Regions from separate parts of the Mus musculus genome. Here region 1 is linked to region 2. A link is a contact called in public promoter capture Hi-C data. All regions are on one chromosome and are shown on one strand. The core of a region is the stretch at or near the end of the contact, and the rest is flanking DNA. Distances in the headings are between cores, read along the strand shown. Region 1 holds the start of Elp3 (elongator acetyltransferase complex subunit 3). Region 2 holds the start of Pnoc (prepronociceptin).

Region 1 (7,357 bases), core at 1,950-4,449, 170 kb after region 2:
AAGCAGGTTGAGCAAGCTATATGGAGCAAGCAACGCTCTTCCATGGCCTCTGCATCAGCTCCTGTTTCTAGGTTCCTTCCCTGTTTGAATTCCTGCCCTGACTTCCCTCTATGATGGACTGCTGTTACCTGGAAGTATAAATTGAAATAAACCTTTTCCTACCCAAGTTGCTTTAGTGTTTCATCAGAGTGGTCATTCTAACTAGGACCCCTTTCCTTCGGTTTCTGTGACCTGCAGTGTACTCCTGACAGTGCCTGGGGTACTGAAAGTGCCAAGGAAGGCCAGAGACAATTAGAGTCAGAGGCTTCAGCACAATTGTGTCACCGTGAAGCATGTGACAAGGCAGGAAACTACAATTCTTAACCACTACACAGAAAACAGGTAGCTTTAGGTCAGTTTGCAGAACAGCCTGGCTCTACTGCCAGGCACAGCGGGGCATGCCAGGAATTCCAGGGCTTGGGAAACTTAGGCAAGAGGAATGTCTTGAATTTGAGGCCAGCTTGGGATACAAAATGAGACCCTGTGTCAGACAGACAGATCAACCCTTACTTAAGGACACGACAGCAAGACTGCCCTTCTATAGATCCACTTACTTATTTAGATCGACGTCTTTCCCCTGCTCATGAGCTTCAACCAGCTGCTTGATAACGTCTCCTATAGTCAGCATCATCAGCTCAGCCGGGCTGAGGTCCCCTGCAGAGAACATTTCAACCACAGAGTCTCATCATTCAGTCTCTTTAACAATTATTTATTTGTACATGCAACGAAATTTTAAGTGTGTCAGTCAGGAGCCTCTTGAGTGTTGAGATTACAGTACGTACTAGCTGGCCTGGCCTATCTAAGGGTCTAGCTGCATTTCTAAGCTACTGTCTGCTGACCTGCATGATCCTGTCTTGGCAGCCTGCTCTCTCATCCACAGACACAGGAGATGCTGGCACGATTGCCACATCATCCTACTGTCAATCACAAATGACTCATCCAAGCATAAGCAACCCATCCAAGCCAGAAAAATCTCAGCTCTTTTTGTCAAGGGTCAGGAGAGCCCATCTTTTACCAGCTGACAACAGTGGTGCGCTGTGTTAGCTTGGGTGATGGCAGCAAACACGCCTCCTGCCTGCTGGTGTGAAAAAGAAAGAAGTCATCATAGGAGTGTGGATAAGAACACCATGGAAGTCACCCATTTGAAACTCACAATGACACTGTAAAGTTGGTATTGTCGTCCTATTTTATACATGTAAAACTGGATCAAAGCAAGTTCAGATGTCATTGTAAAGGGCAGGGTTAGATCTCAGGTTCAGGTCTTTTTACCATATTGTGCACTGTGTACTCCACCAACTTAATGAGGCAAAGCTAATACATATCAAACAATGAGAGAGAAGTCTATGGATAGCCAAAGACTAGTGATTTCCCAGCATTCTCAGTTCTACAAAGGTGCCTCAGAGGCTATGTAACAGAGGTGGACTTGGGGTACGGGATGAGCACAGAAGATGAGATATCACCCTGTCAACTTGCATATCTATACATCTCCATCTATTTGGGTGAGTGTGTGTGTGTGTGCATGCATGCGTGTGTGCGCATACACATGCATATGTATTAAGACCACTGCAACTCTGTTTTCTTCTTTCTACATTAAAAACTTCTGCATAAGACTTCATCTAGAGAGTAAGAGGCTGGGCTAACAAAAATAAAAGATCTGAATACTACTTGGGCAAACCAGTAAGAAGTATTTCATGGAGGAAAGAGAATTAGCATCATTAAAGAAAGGTCAGGGTGTAAACCAAGGAACAACAAGAAGGAACAAGGCTAGGCATAAGAACTACCTATTCTGGTGAAAGGAGATCTATCTAACTTGACCACAGGTTGCCTGAGCAGGGTTCAGTAAGTAGACAGTACACTGGCCACTAGGCAAAGGCATTAAACGTAACAGAAAAAAATTATACATTCTCAACTCTGTAACTTAAGAAAAAAAAAGTAGTTTTTTTAAAAGAGAGATTACCAATATAACAAATATGTCAGAAAGCTAAAAAAAGAAAGATACAATCAATGTAGATGATAAACAAAAGCCAGATCTACACACATGAAAACTTCAGTTTGAATCCCTGCTCCCATGTTCGAAGCTAGGCCACATTCATGCCCGTAACGTGGGGACCATGGAGGAGTGGGCAAGGGAGACGGGCTGGCTGGGGCTTGCTGATTGCCAGCCTAGGAATAAACACGTTACAGTAAAGTAAGATCAAACGGATCTAGTGCATGTTGTGTTTGATGTGACAAGTATATAGAACATGTCTAGAAGGGCAGTTCCAGTTAGTGCCAAGAGCGGTGACCAATACCGCACTGACTTTTCATTTGATGCTTCCGATGTCACAGGCAGCTCCTCACACTAAGTATAAACTTTGACTGGAAAAGTTAACCAAACCTCAGCTTTTTCGAGCATGAAATGACAACACGTCTTCAAAATGACTGGGAAAGGCTCAATACCCAGCTATTATTGTGACATCCAACAGTAATATTATCAGACCAACTCTTCAAGGGCAGTACAGAGTTAAGAATGGAATCTATTGCAAAAAAAAAAAAAAGATTTAAAAAAAAATGACTTCATCCTGTTGAAAAAAAAACCAAAAACTGCACAGTTACTCCAGACTACTCCGGAGGTAAAATAAATGCAAGTAAGTCACGTAAAGCTATTGCACAAACTGCACAATCTCTACCTTAAGGAGGCCTTTCCTACTTTAAGATTTAAAAAACAAAAACAAAAAACAAAAACACCTTAAATAAACACGTCCAGTAAATTACCGCAAATTAACCTGCAACTCAACACCTATCTCCTCTGAAAGTTATCTTGGAATAGCAGTACCGTTTACCCATCTACACAAAAAACAACAAGTAGTCTCTTCCAAAGGGGAAGAGAGAAGGGGGCTGTTTTACAAAGGACAGATAGGAAGGGAGGCCCGCCAACCGGGGTCCCGCGGGCCCAGACCAAGCAGTAATTCCCATGGAAAATTGAGCTTCAACCTGTGATCTCAGAGAATCCACTTCCTCCCTTGCGCCCTTGTCCCACGTATTTTGCACCTTTCCTCTTTTGCCTCATCTCTGCGCTGGCGTAGCAATATGCCACCACGTTACCGCGGTTTAGAAGGCGGAGAAACTTAGCAGCCGTAAAGCCGCCCGGGACTGTCGTGAAAACACAGCGACTGTACCATAAAGCTCTTCCCAGAAGGCGGAGCGCGGAGCCCCGCCCTGTCTAGGTGGCAGCTCCCAGCTCTCTGAGACTGGGAGGGGATGTGCACAGTGATTTAGTGGGGCATTGGAGAATTCCTGGGGACCAGAAAGGTGGATCTGGGAAGTAACGATAGTACAGTTTAGACGCTTCTCCAAGAAGCTGGGACGAAAGTGAATTGTAACCAGAGTTCCTTAAGCAAAAGCCTGGCCTTTGACAACTTCTGCAAGAGGGGCTGGGCCACTTGTCGCTAGTATAGCCAACAATGTTGACATAAAGGAGACCAGATTCGCCCTCCCACTGACACCCGGGGTGTTGACATACCTTTTTTTTTTTTTTTTTTTTTTTTTTTTTTAAGTTATGGAAGAATTGAGGGCAGGAGACAAGAGGTATGTTTAAACAGTCCTGGGTTAAGATGTGGTCTGGTTGATCATTATCTCAGTTCTGGTTTTCAAGGTGGTCAAAGTCTTTATCGCTGCATCCCTTCCGGAGATCCATTTAGCTCCTACAAGGTGAGATCATTCAGTGCTCCAAGGTGCAGCCCTGACGAATAATAGTCCTTATATAGGCAGGAGTCTAGCCTTTGAGACTTTGTTTTCTCTGGACTCAAGGTGACTTGTAGGTTTAGGACGATTAATCTTTGTACCTTCAGCCAAAATAAAGGAGACAGGCACAAAATGAAGACAGATACCAGACCTTTATCTTGCACTTAGTTGCTTGTCTAAGTGCCTATTTCAAGAATCTTGGAAGTGAGTAGCCCTTGTGTGGGGACTTGGGAGCTCAGATACACCACACATAGAGATGGGATAGAAATCCCACATACCATGAACATTAAACCTTCAGTGTGATAACGCTAAGTTCTGATTTCCCTAAAAGACAGCAAACAAGAAGCAAGTATCAGTTTGATCTTTCAGGCTTTGCAGCCTAGAGGATTCCTGGGTCTCTGATTTTTCTTGATGACAATCTTGAAAACACTAGGTGAGACACCATGTACAAAATTTTGCAACATCTGGAGATGGGACTTGGAATAACTTTTTCTTGAAACCCTTCCATGACCTCCTTTGTGTATGGACCAAAGATTAAGAATCCTTGATATTAATAAAGAATGGAAGGTGTGATGTTTCAAGTTTCTTATTACCCAGTAGAGTTGAGGTAGCTCTGACTTGGTTGTCACCACTACACTGAAACTGTCCTGGTCAAGACTTTGAGATTTTTCAGTGTACCAAATTATCTTAATACCACCCTCTTGTCAACAAAACTAACTTCCCTGAAAATATTTTTTTAGATAAGGGCCCCCCACTCTAGAATTTTCAATCATTATTATTATTTCAGTCTCTTATAGATATCTCTGTCTCACTTCAAGCTAATAATGGTCTTATTGATCCTGTCTCTTTCTAGCGATTCTGGAGTTCCATGGTCTTTAAATATCATCTTTCTACTCTCAGATTTATAGTTCAACCTCCGCTTCTTCCCTATTTGACATCTCGGTAGATTTTGATGTCGAATGTGTATCTCGGAATCAACACATAAGACAGAAATCCTCTGTGGCCCTGTGCTGGTTGGTCTTATGTCAACTTGACACATAGACGAGAGCTATCTGGAGGGAGGGTAACTCAATTGAGAAAAGACAGTCATAAAATCTGAGTGTAAGGCATTTTCTTAAGTAGAGATTGAAGTCGGAGGGCCCAGTCCATTGTGGGAGGTGCCTTCTGGGGATGGGGATGGTCCTGGGTTCTATAAGAAAGCAGGCTGAACAAGCCAGGGGCTTCTACATCAGCTCCTGCCTCCAGGTTCCTTCTCTGAGTTTCTGCTCTGGCTTCCTTCAGTAATGAACTATGATGTGGAAGCCAAATAAGCCCTTTCCTCTCCAAGTTTCTATTGGTCATGGTGTTTTGTCTCAGTGACAGAAAAAAAAAAAATACTGCCAAAGCAGACTACAATGTCATCAAAGTTTGGGAACCACTAAGTAAGGCAAGAGATTAAGGTGTCTCAAATCAGGATGGAAAGCCATGGAAGTGCTAAGACTTGTTCAGATTCTGAAATTTTTTTTTTTATGATTTCCACAAATCTTCCACTCAGTGTGGGAAAAACAAAAGAGACCTTGACACTCAGTATGAGATCTCAGCTTTTGGATTAAGGAAGGGGAATAATGTAGTTGTTGTTATCTGATATGAAGTGTGTGTGTGTGGGGGGGGCTGGCTTTGGATCTGATGAGTGGCAAACTGTGAGAGGTGTGCTTGAGGTCCCAGTTGAGAGCTTTAGGTGTATGGTGGAGTTTAAAGTTGTGAAACAGGGTAAAAGAAGTAAAGAATCTCCCATGATTATCAGATCAGAGACAAGACTAATAACTAGCAAGAAAACTGGCCAGACATCTGGGGTGTGGGGAGAAAACCAGCAGAGAGTGGGAGACCTAGAAGCCAAGAGAAATATGTTAAGAAGCAGAGAGTTATCAACTGTGTCACATACTGTAGATGAGTCAAGGAAGATGAAGATTGTATTGATCAGGAGCCTTGGGAGACCTTGATGAGAACAGTTTGGGGGAAGAAGAAGAGACCCAGCTCCATTGGAGTAGGTTTATGTAATCACCAATCTTGGTTATCAACTTGACACAGTTGGAAGAAATTCAACTGAAGAATTGTTTCTATCATATTGGCCTGTGGGGCATTTTCTTGATTGCTAACTGATGGAGGGGGACCTAGCTCGACTGCATGGTACCATCTCTAAGCAGATGGGCCTGGCTGTATAAGAAAGATAACTGACTATGAACCTGGGAGCAAGCCAGTCGACAGCATCCCTTCGCTGTTTCTACTTTACTTCCTGCTTGAACTCCTGCCCTGACTTTTCTCAATTCTGGACTGTGGTCTAAAAGTGTAAGCCAAAGAAACCCTTTCCTCCTGAAGTTGCTTTTTGGATAGGATTTTTATTGCAGCCACAGAACACAAACTAGGATAGTTCATAAAAGGTACATAGGAGAAGGTTGGGTGAGTTCAGATAATTTTGAGGAGATTTGTCATAAGGAAGGACAGATAAATGGGGCGGTAGCTGGTAAAGGGTCCGAGGACGAGGGTGTGATTCAAAATGGCAGTGGCTTTGCATATGGATCCAGTGGAGAGGGGAGGGGAGGTGTGGTGGATTAAGAAGAGGAAGTGTTCTGTTTGATTATGTGAAGAGGCTCATGGGATCTGATGCAGAAGAGAAGACGAGTTATCTTTTGACGGACACTTGGACGGTTCGTCTATAAACATGCTGGAGTGCGGAACAGTGACTGGGTAGGGCACGGTGGTGCTATATGCAAATTCTCTCATTGGCTTTGATACTGTCTTAGTCAGGGTTTCTATTCCTGCACAAACATCATGACCAAGAAACAAGTTGGGGAGGAAAGGGTTTATTCGGCTTACACTTCCATACTGCTGTTCATCACCAAGGAAGCCAGGACTGGAACTCAAGCAGGTCAGGAAGCAGGAGCTGATGCAGAGGCCATGGAGGGATGTTCTTTACTGGCTTGCTTGCCTCACCTGGCTTGCTCAGCCTGCTCTCTTATAGAACCAAGATTACCAGCCCAGAGATGGTCCCACCCACAAGGGGCCTTTCCCCTTTGGTCACTAATTGAGAAAATGCCTTACAGTTGGATCTCATGGAGGCATTTCCTCAACTGAAGCTCCTTTCTCTGTGATAACTCCAGCTGTGTCAAGTTGACACAAAACTAGCCAGTACAGATACTTTCATTGAGTTCCGTGGGAATCCATCCTGGCAGAGTGACCAGACTTCTAATCAACCTGATATTAGTGTCCATGTACAGTTTCAGGTGCTAAGGCTGCCATAAAGAACCCAGGTATCAGCTGGGCAGTGGTGGCCCATGCCTTTAATCCCAGAACTCGGGAGGCAGAGGCAGGCGGATTTCTGAGTTCGAGGCCAGCCTGGTCTACAAAGTGAGTTCCAGGACAGCCAGGGCTACACAGAGAAACCCTGTCTCGAAAAACAAAACAAAACAAACAGAAGCCAGGCATCTTTAACAGTTCCCAGCCTACTTTAAAGTGATTTAATAGCACTTCTGAATATAGTTAGCCGTTGTGGCTTGAAAATCGCCAGGAGAGGGCAGGCTAAGCATGTATTGTATGACTGTATGTGGTGATCTTGTGA
Region 2 (7,288 bases), core at 2,890-5,389:
ATGCTGTCATGTCATTGTCAAGGTAGTTTTGAATGGACTTCTGAAAGTTTTTATTTACATTTATAAAAGCACTCTACGTTCTTTTAAAAATAATCAGAAAACCCAGATAGGAAGATAATGACAGAATCTAGACTCATATAATCTCACAACTTCTTTAATTTTGTATTTCTAACAACCAGTTTTAAAGAGAGTCTTAATTGACATGACTATACACGTTTTTGGAGGTATGGTGTATTATTTCCACACGGTGTGCACTGTGTAACAGTTAGATCGGGGCAGTCAGCTCATTCTTTTGTGTAGCAAATGTTCTAAGTCCTCTACCCTGGCTATTTTAAAGTGAAGAATAAGTTGTCATTAACCACAGTTACTCTTACAATTAGTTTTGAACATACATTCCTAATCTCTTCAAATCATGTTCCATATTTTATAAAATCCATTAATGGAGAAATTAAGAAAGATAAGATTTAGGGGGTGGGGAGATGGTTCAGTCTATAAAATGCTTGTTACACAACATGAATGCCTGAGCTTGGATTCTGCAGAAGTCGTGTAAAAAGCCAGGAGTGGTATTGTGTGCCTGTAACCCCAGTGCTGAGGCTGGGGACAGTGACAAGCAGAGCCTGCTGCCTTGCTTGTCAGTCACTCTAACTAAACTCTGAGCTTCTGAGATTTGGTCAGAGATTCTGCTCAAGTAAATATGTCGGAGAACAGTAGAGGAGGAAGGACACCTGGTGTTGACCTCTAGCTTCAATATGTGCCTGCAGAGGAAATGTGTGTGTGTGTTGTAATAAGATAAAAACCAATTTAACACCTCAGTTTCTAGTCGCCTAGTAGGTATCTGGGTAGGTAAGCCCCTTTGGAGACTACTGGTCTAGGTTCATTCACATTTTGTGACTTTGATGGTGAGTTGGGAGAAAGCTGGTGACTGAGTGCTACAGGCGCGTGCACTGCTCCTCTCAGGAACCCACGCACGTTCTCAGCTGGATGAATGAAAGGATGAATGGGGTGACAGGATGGGGGAAGATCACAGGACCAGCACGAGGAGGAGAGAGGCTGGTTGTGACACTGTAGGCTGCAGAGCCTTGTCTGCTTGGCAGGAAGGCAAGCCCAGCTTTCCCTACCTGGCTGGTCTATGCTGCTGCAGTGCCTAGGCAGCTGCCAGGATTTTGACAGACCCAGGGCCATGGGAAGTTGAGGTTCAAAGTGGGTGTAACCTTTCGAGGGTTATGATGCTCAGAAAATAACTTGTGTCCCCTTGCTCCCTCAAATTGGTGTGCCCCAACTATCACAGCTAGAGTTTGTGGTTAAAATGTAAGATCTATGTGAGACGGTGGGAGCAGATGAAGGTATCGAAACAGAACTGTTTCAAAGATCCCTTTGTTCTCAGGAACTCAAGCCCCCCAAAGCCGATGTCGTGATGATGCTCATTCCTGAGATGTGTTCTTTTGTTCCTAAAGCATCTGATGACCCAGCGCACAGGAAACAAACATTTCCTTATGGTCTGTGTGAGTGGAGGAGTCAGGGGGGAAGGAAGGGTCTTCGAAGCATATCATTGTAAGTACACAATACAGGATTGAACAATACAGGATTAAACTGGTCATGGTCACCGTGTGTGTGTGTGTGTGTGTGTGTGTGTGTGTGTGTGTGTGATGAAATAAGTATATATCCAAGTTTAGCTTAATGTACGCCATTCCTGGATTAGAGAAAGATCAATTCCTTTGCCTTTCCTTTGGGCTTTTGTCCTAGCTGCTTTCAAACCCTGGATCCATCCTCTCCCATGCGAATTCTACCTCTCTTCCCACTGGCATCAGTTGCCGGAGGAAGTACCCTAAATTCATCCAGCTTTGACTTTCTGGACCTCAAGTGTAGGACTGATCACACCCAGCCCTGTGCTATCCCATTATCTTGCATTGCTTCCTAACAGTCAGTGGTGTGTGCCTGCTACTAGTTTACAAGCTCTACGGATCTTAAGGGGAGTGAGCATCAGACCTGGGACAGCTGCTCCGGGCTGCGCTTGCTGCATTGGGTCCTGTTCCTGCAACTCTTGAGATAATGATTTTTTTTTCTTTCTTTTTAGCCTTCCAGGGTTGTTGCTGGAGATAATGGGTGTGAAGCGCGTAAATCATTGCACAAATAAAGTGCTGTTATTAGCATCTCTGCTGAGTCTATAGAGCCCCGTGCCTCCCTTGCCTGGTGGGGTGTAGCTGATAAATACCTGATTGATTGAAGACGGAATTGCTTGGTGACAGCTCCATTCTCGGGCTCGGCTAACGTCTAATCCTGCAATTACTCCCTTCACCGGCAATGCAAAACCTGCTGAGTTTTCTGCAGCCCTAAGTGCCCTCAGACTTCAGCTGATAAGGCAGCGGCGGCCACTCCTGAAGAAGATGACCCTTAGCTACACCAGAGCACTTTCCACAGACAGTGCTGGGGGTCACCTGGAGACGTGCGGCTGTATCCTTGACTCAGATGATGTCTGGGGCAGTTTCTCCTGCAGAAGACTCAGCGAGCCGGAGGAACAGGACTCCTTTCTGTTAAGGTATCATGGCACTGATGGAAGCTTGTAGAATATCTCCCTGCTAGGCTTCACAAATGAGAAAAGGGAGGGGTGTGTGCAGCATCCACCCACAGGCTGCGAGAAATCACAGCGTTCTCTTTGGGAGGTTTTGATACGAAGCCGGGCAGTTACTTTTCTCCCTCTGAGATGGAAACTCTCGTTTGGGCTTGCTGGCAAATGCCGTGTGGAGCTCAGCTTTTGTTAGTCTGCTGAACAATGTTATTGGTTATAATTGGGGCAATTATGAGCTGCTGGAGGAAGCTAAACACAGATGTTTAAGCCCAGGCTTGGGGTATTCAAGTCCAAAGCAGCATGCTTTAAATAGCCCCCTTTTCCGAATCATCCTGCCTTACTTGAAATCCCCCCACCCCCGAACTTCTCCAAGTTCAAAAGGAGATGGGGGAGAGAAGGGGATGAGTAGAGAAGGGAGGGGAAAGAAATACACAAAGAGAGGAGGAGGAGGAGGAGGAGGAGGAGGAGGAGGAGGAGGAGGAGGCTGAGAGAAAGCAGTGCTAGTTCAGATTCCCTGACCTGGGAGAGTTCCATGCAATCTGGGCAGAGACCTTTTAGGTGGGACAGACGAGCAGTGGGGAGAAAGATGTCAAGGAAGAGAGGATACCTGGGAACAACCCAGGATCCAGAGGACCAAGGTCATGCCTTTAAAAAAACGACCACGAAAATCACCCTGCCGGCTACTGACTGCATTCAGCCATGGACTCAGGTGAAGCTCAGCCTTTGGATCTGTCTTTCCCCACATTATTGACAATTTCCATTAAGGTGTAAGAGAACCAGAATGACATCAGATTCAATGACACCAGACGACAGTTTGCACAAAGGGCAGGAAGCCACAGAACAAAAATCCGACATAAGGTGTGCTCCAGGGGCTTCCCAGGGCTCCTCTGAATGGCAAGCCCCCTCCCAGTGTCCACCCTCTCGCCCGCAGCCACCTCTTCCATGTGTATCCGTCACCCAGTAGCGGCCACAACTGGGGAAGCAAAACTTTTCCTCATTTCCAAGTTCAGCTTTCTTTCGCATTTCTCTTTGAGACTAGCCAGCCCTCAGCCCTCCCCCTTCTCCACCATCGGAACACTGAGAAGATGAATGAAGCCACAATCTCACAAGAGGCCAGCAAGCAGCCACAGTGGACAAAAGACAGGGGTGGAGGAGCTGCCCAGACTGCCCTGCTCTCCGGAGAGGCTCTGGGCAGATACTGTCGACCGGCTGGTTGCTGGGGCCACATGCATTGCCTACCTGACGCTGTCCGTTTCAGGGTTCTCTCAGATGTGAGGCTTGTTCCTCTGTGTCAGCCACACCAGCATATATATCCTCCCCCCACGCACAGCCCTCCCCTTCCCTGCCTACCTCGATGATGACACATGCCTACGCTGACCCCCTTCATCAACCAAACAGCCCAACTACAATCCTGCCTGCCTGGCCCCCTCCCCTGCTCCGCGTTCAGACTTGTGACATGCCAGCCTCCCATCAACGCAGCCTCTAGCCTGTTTTCACCTGGACTCCCGATCAGCTAGGATCCCTCAGCTGCCTCTCCGGCTGCTTTCAGAGCCACTGTGAGGATGGCCAGCCTAGGGAGAGCTGGCAAGTCACTCAGAAAAACAGACTCCTGGTGACAAGGGATAAGGCAGACCCCAAAACCTGGAGTCTTCTCCAATAACCTCTCCGCCTGAGGAGTGAGGATCAGGCAGCACACAGGAGGGAGGGGGAACTCACGCCCAGCTCCCACTGGCTCAGCTGAGACCCCTCCTAATGTCCTGGCCCCATTGGGGTGGCAAGGGCTAGGCCACACCGGGGTGATTCTGGAAGCATTTTCCACAGGTGCTCACAGCGCGGCACAGTATAGATCAGAGCACAAGCTCGGCAGGGGCTTTGAGACTGCAGCTTTCTCCTTTGCAGCAGGTGCATGTCCGGTGGGCCTCAGGTTCCCTTCTGTAGAATGGGTGCACCAACTCCCAAGACGGGAGTGGAGCGATGAGATTCTGTTTGTGTTTGGGACGCAGAGGCCTTTATTAAATGCTAGTGCCACATTCTCTCCTATCTCACCATCTTTTTCCTGTAATCGGTGCTACCTGAAGTCTCACATTGGTATCTGGGAGGTTTCCAAGCTGCCGCTGCACCTTAGGATGTTGCAGGCTGCTGAAGATGCCCCAGCCCTTGTTGTGGAACCCAAATCTTCTTCTTAGCCCAGGCAGGGAGTGGCCTGCGGACAGGTGGCACCCAGGCAGCTGGAGTCCCAGTGCTCAGAGTGTACCCCATCTCTGAGGATCTCCCTTCCCTGCCCCTGGGAGAACTGCACCAGGACCCTGTTCTTCATTTTCCTAAGATTTGAAACATTCCAGAATGCAAGGCTTTCATCATCTGAGGAGAGCAAGCACCTGTTCAGGTGGCAAGTCTAGTTCTTGGTAGACTGGGGACTGGGCAGAGGAGGGTTCAGGGAAGCACCTGCCCTGGCTACTGATGGGTACAGAGTTTCTTTTAAGTGTGATGAAAGAGTTATTTAGAATGGTGAATTTTGTCCTTGTAGGAATTCTATCTCAACAAAAAGTGAACAGCAAACACTTGCCCAGGTTAAGAACAAGCCCTGAAAACGAAATTCCTACTCACACATGTTCCTAGTGAAAAGGCCCAGGGAACCAGCATGCCCACTTGGCACAGAGCTCTCTGAGGTCCACGTGGTCACTACGGTCAAAGCAGCCAGTACACGCTTTCTGCATGACATGGGGCGTGGAGAGATAGTTATGCACCCTGCTGGTCCTGGGTATGGAGCCTCATCTTGTACACGCTGTGGTAGCTCTTGCTGGGTGGCTGCCCAATATTTTCCATCCCTTGTTATTCTTTATAGAGCCATGTCTTTGATTTTACTTAAAGTGACAGTGTACTCAGCTAAAACCCTGTATTTTCCTAGCCTTTTGTGTAGCTCGAGTCACCAAAAGTCATGCTGCTGGTTTTTAGGTTTGGATTTTGAGGAAGGTCTTTTAAAGATCTCAACTCAGCTAACAGAGGCTTGTGTGTTCCCTCCCTCAAGCTTATCTCCTGGAGCACACGCGTGATGGCTGGAGTTCTAGCTGCTCTCTTGGATCTTGAGGCAACTTTGAGCTTGAAAGCTGTACAATGGCTACTTTTCTCATAGCTGGGAAGCAGACACACAACAAAAGCAACCTAAGGGAGAAAGGGTATGTGTGGGCTCACAGTTTGAGGGTGCAGTCTTTCATGGTGGGAAGTAATTGGGTGGAGTTTGATGCTGCCGGTCATATTGTGGCCACTGTCAGGGAGCTGAGAGCAATGGATGTGGGTTCTCAGCTCAGTTTCTCTTCTCTTCTCTTCTCTTCTCTTCTCTTCTCTTCTCTTCTCTTCTCTTCTCTTCTCTTCTCTTCTCTTCTCTTCTCTTCTCTCCTCTCCTCTCCTCTCCTCTCCTCTCCTCTCCTCTCCTCTCCTCTCCTCTTCTCTTCTCTTCTCCTCTCTCTTCTCCTTCCTTCCTTCCTTCTTTCCTTCCTTCCTTCCTTCCTTCCTCCCTCCCTCCCTCCCCCCTCTCTTTCTTTCTTTCTTTCTTTCTTTCTTTCTTTCTTTCTTTCTTTCCTACTCCCCTCCCTCCTTTTCTTCCTTCCTTTTTGTATGTTCAGGTTGAGATCCTGGCCAAAGGAATGTTGTTACCCAGACTTCAGATGGATCTTTCTGCCTCAGTTAACTTAGTTGAGAAACTCTCACACAGACACACCTAGAGGTTTGTTTTCATAGTGATTCTAAACCCCATCAAGTTGACAATCAAATTAGCCATCACAAAATTCATAGGCTAAAGACGATTCAAAATAAACACAGAAGGTTCTGGGTCCCCCTCGGCTATGAACCTGCCATGTTGAATCTAGACTTCCAATAGTCACTGTTTTTGGAAAAAAAAATAAAGTAAAACAAAACAAAAACCCCTCAAACCTTTATTTCAACGGTCTTTTTTAATCATATTCTTTAAAATTTATAAATATTGTAATAATAAAAATGAGTATTATAAAAGCTGATATAAAACAACAATCAATTGAACAGTCTTATGTAGATGTTTCTTTTCTACAGTCTTTAAGGGCTCAGTTATGGGCTGCATTTAATGCCAAAGGCAGAGAACAGAACCCTTGCTTGTCTCATGATTCTGCGGGCTGGGGATTCAGGCTGGGCTCAGCGGGGAGGTCCTTCTGGTCTCAGTGTGGATTTCTCGCTCATCAGCACCCAGCAGCGGGTTGGCTTGCAGAGACTGGCTCAGTTCTCCTCCTGAATTCTTTCTTTACTGTTGCCTGCATAGGTCCCAGCTCACACAATCTCACAGGGAGGCTGGAGCACCAGTGTAAGCAAACCCCACTAAATCAGGGCAACGCACAGCACAGTCCTCTTGAGGCCTCAGTGTGGAGTTGGAACTCCATGGATTGGCTGTGTATGTCTTGGCTGTCCAGGGCCAGTTAGGTTAGACACGACAGTCACATGTCCAAAAGAGGATGGCTGTATAGGGGCAGCCCACACTTTTGTTTAAGCCATTGATTTGAAGTTTCTGTTATATCCAGGGGGAAATCTTCTTGAACAGAATACCTGTCATTCATTCTTAGAATGGAGAGAGAGAGAGAGAGAGAGAGAGAGAGAGAGAGAGAGAGAGAGAGAGAGAAGTTTCTACCCTACCCCTACTCCAGCCAGGGAAGGAGAAAGCAAGAGTGAAGGGTGACCAACTCTGACTTGTTCTTTCTA

Evidence for each region. Capture Hi-C pulls out chosen DNA fragments and counts their contacts.
Region 1: a contact with region 2 is called in a promoter capture Hi-C map of adipose tissue. The contact joins the promoter of Elp3 here to the promoter of Pnoc in region 2. A contact is called at or near these places in 12 of 39 promoter capture datasets (the 3T3-L1 cell line, the HPC-7 cell line, the SN4741 cell line and 7 more), 1 of 15 datasets of contacts at CTCF or cohesin (CD8 T cells), 6 of 484 Hi-C or Micro-C datasets (the 4T1 cell line, the G1E-ER4 cell line, the Patski cell line and 2 more), 21 of 115 datasets of contacts at active chromatin or transcription factors (CD8 T cells, the HPC-7 cell line, the NIH/3T3 cell line and 13 more) and 4 of 9 other capture datasets (adipose tissue, embryonic stem cells, liver and 1 more).

Annotation. Positions count from the first base shown.
Region 1 is chr14:65,589,913-65,597,269 of GRCm38.p6, forward strand. It overlaps Elp3 (elongator acetyltransferase complex subunit 3), which reads right to left and starts at 3,200. Exons shown (of 15, transcript NM_001253812.1): 1 at 3,013-3,200; 2 at 594-693. The coding sequence starts at 3,088. It also overlaps a transcript of Nuggc not described here.
Region 2 is chr14:65,421,333-65,428,620 of GRCm38.p6, forward strand. It overlaps Pnoc (prepronociceptin), which reads right to left and starts at 4,140. Exons shown (of 4, transcript NM_010932.2): 1 at 3,806-4,140.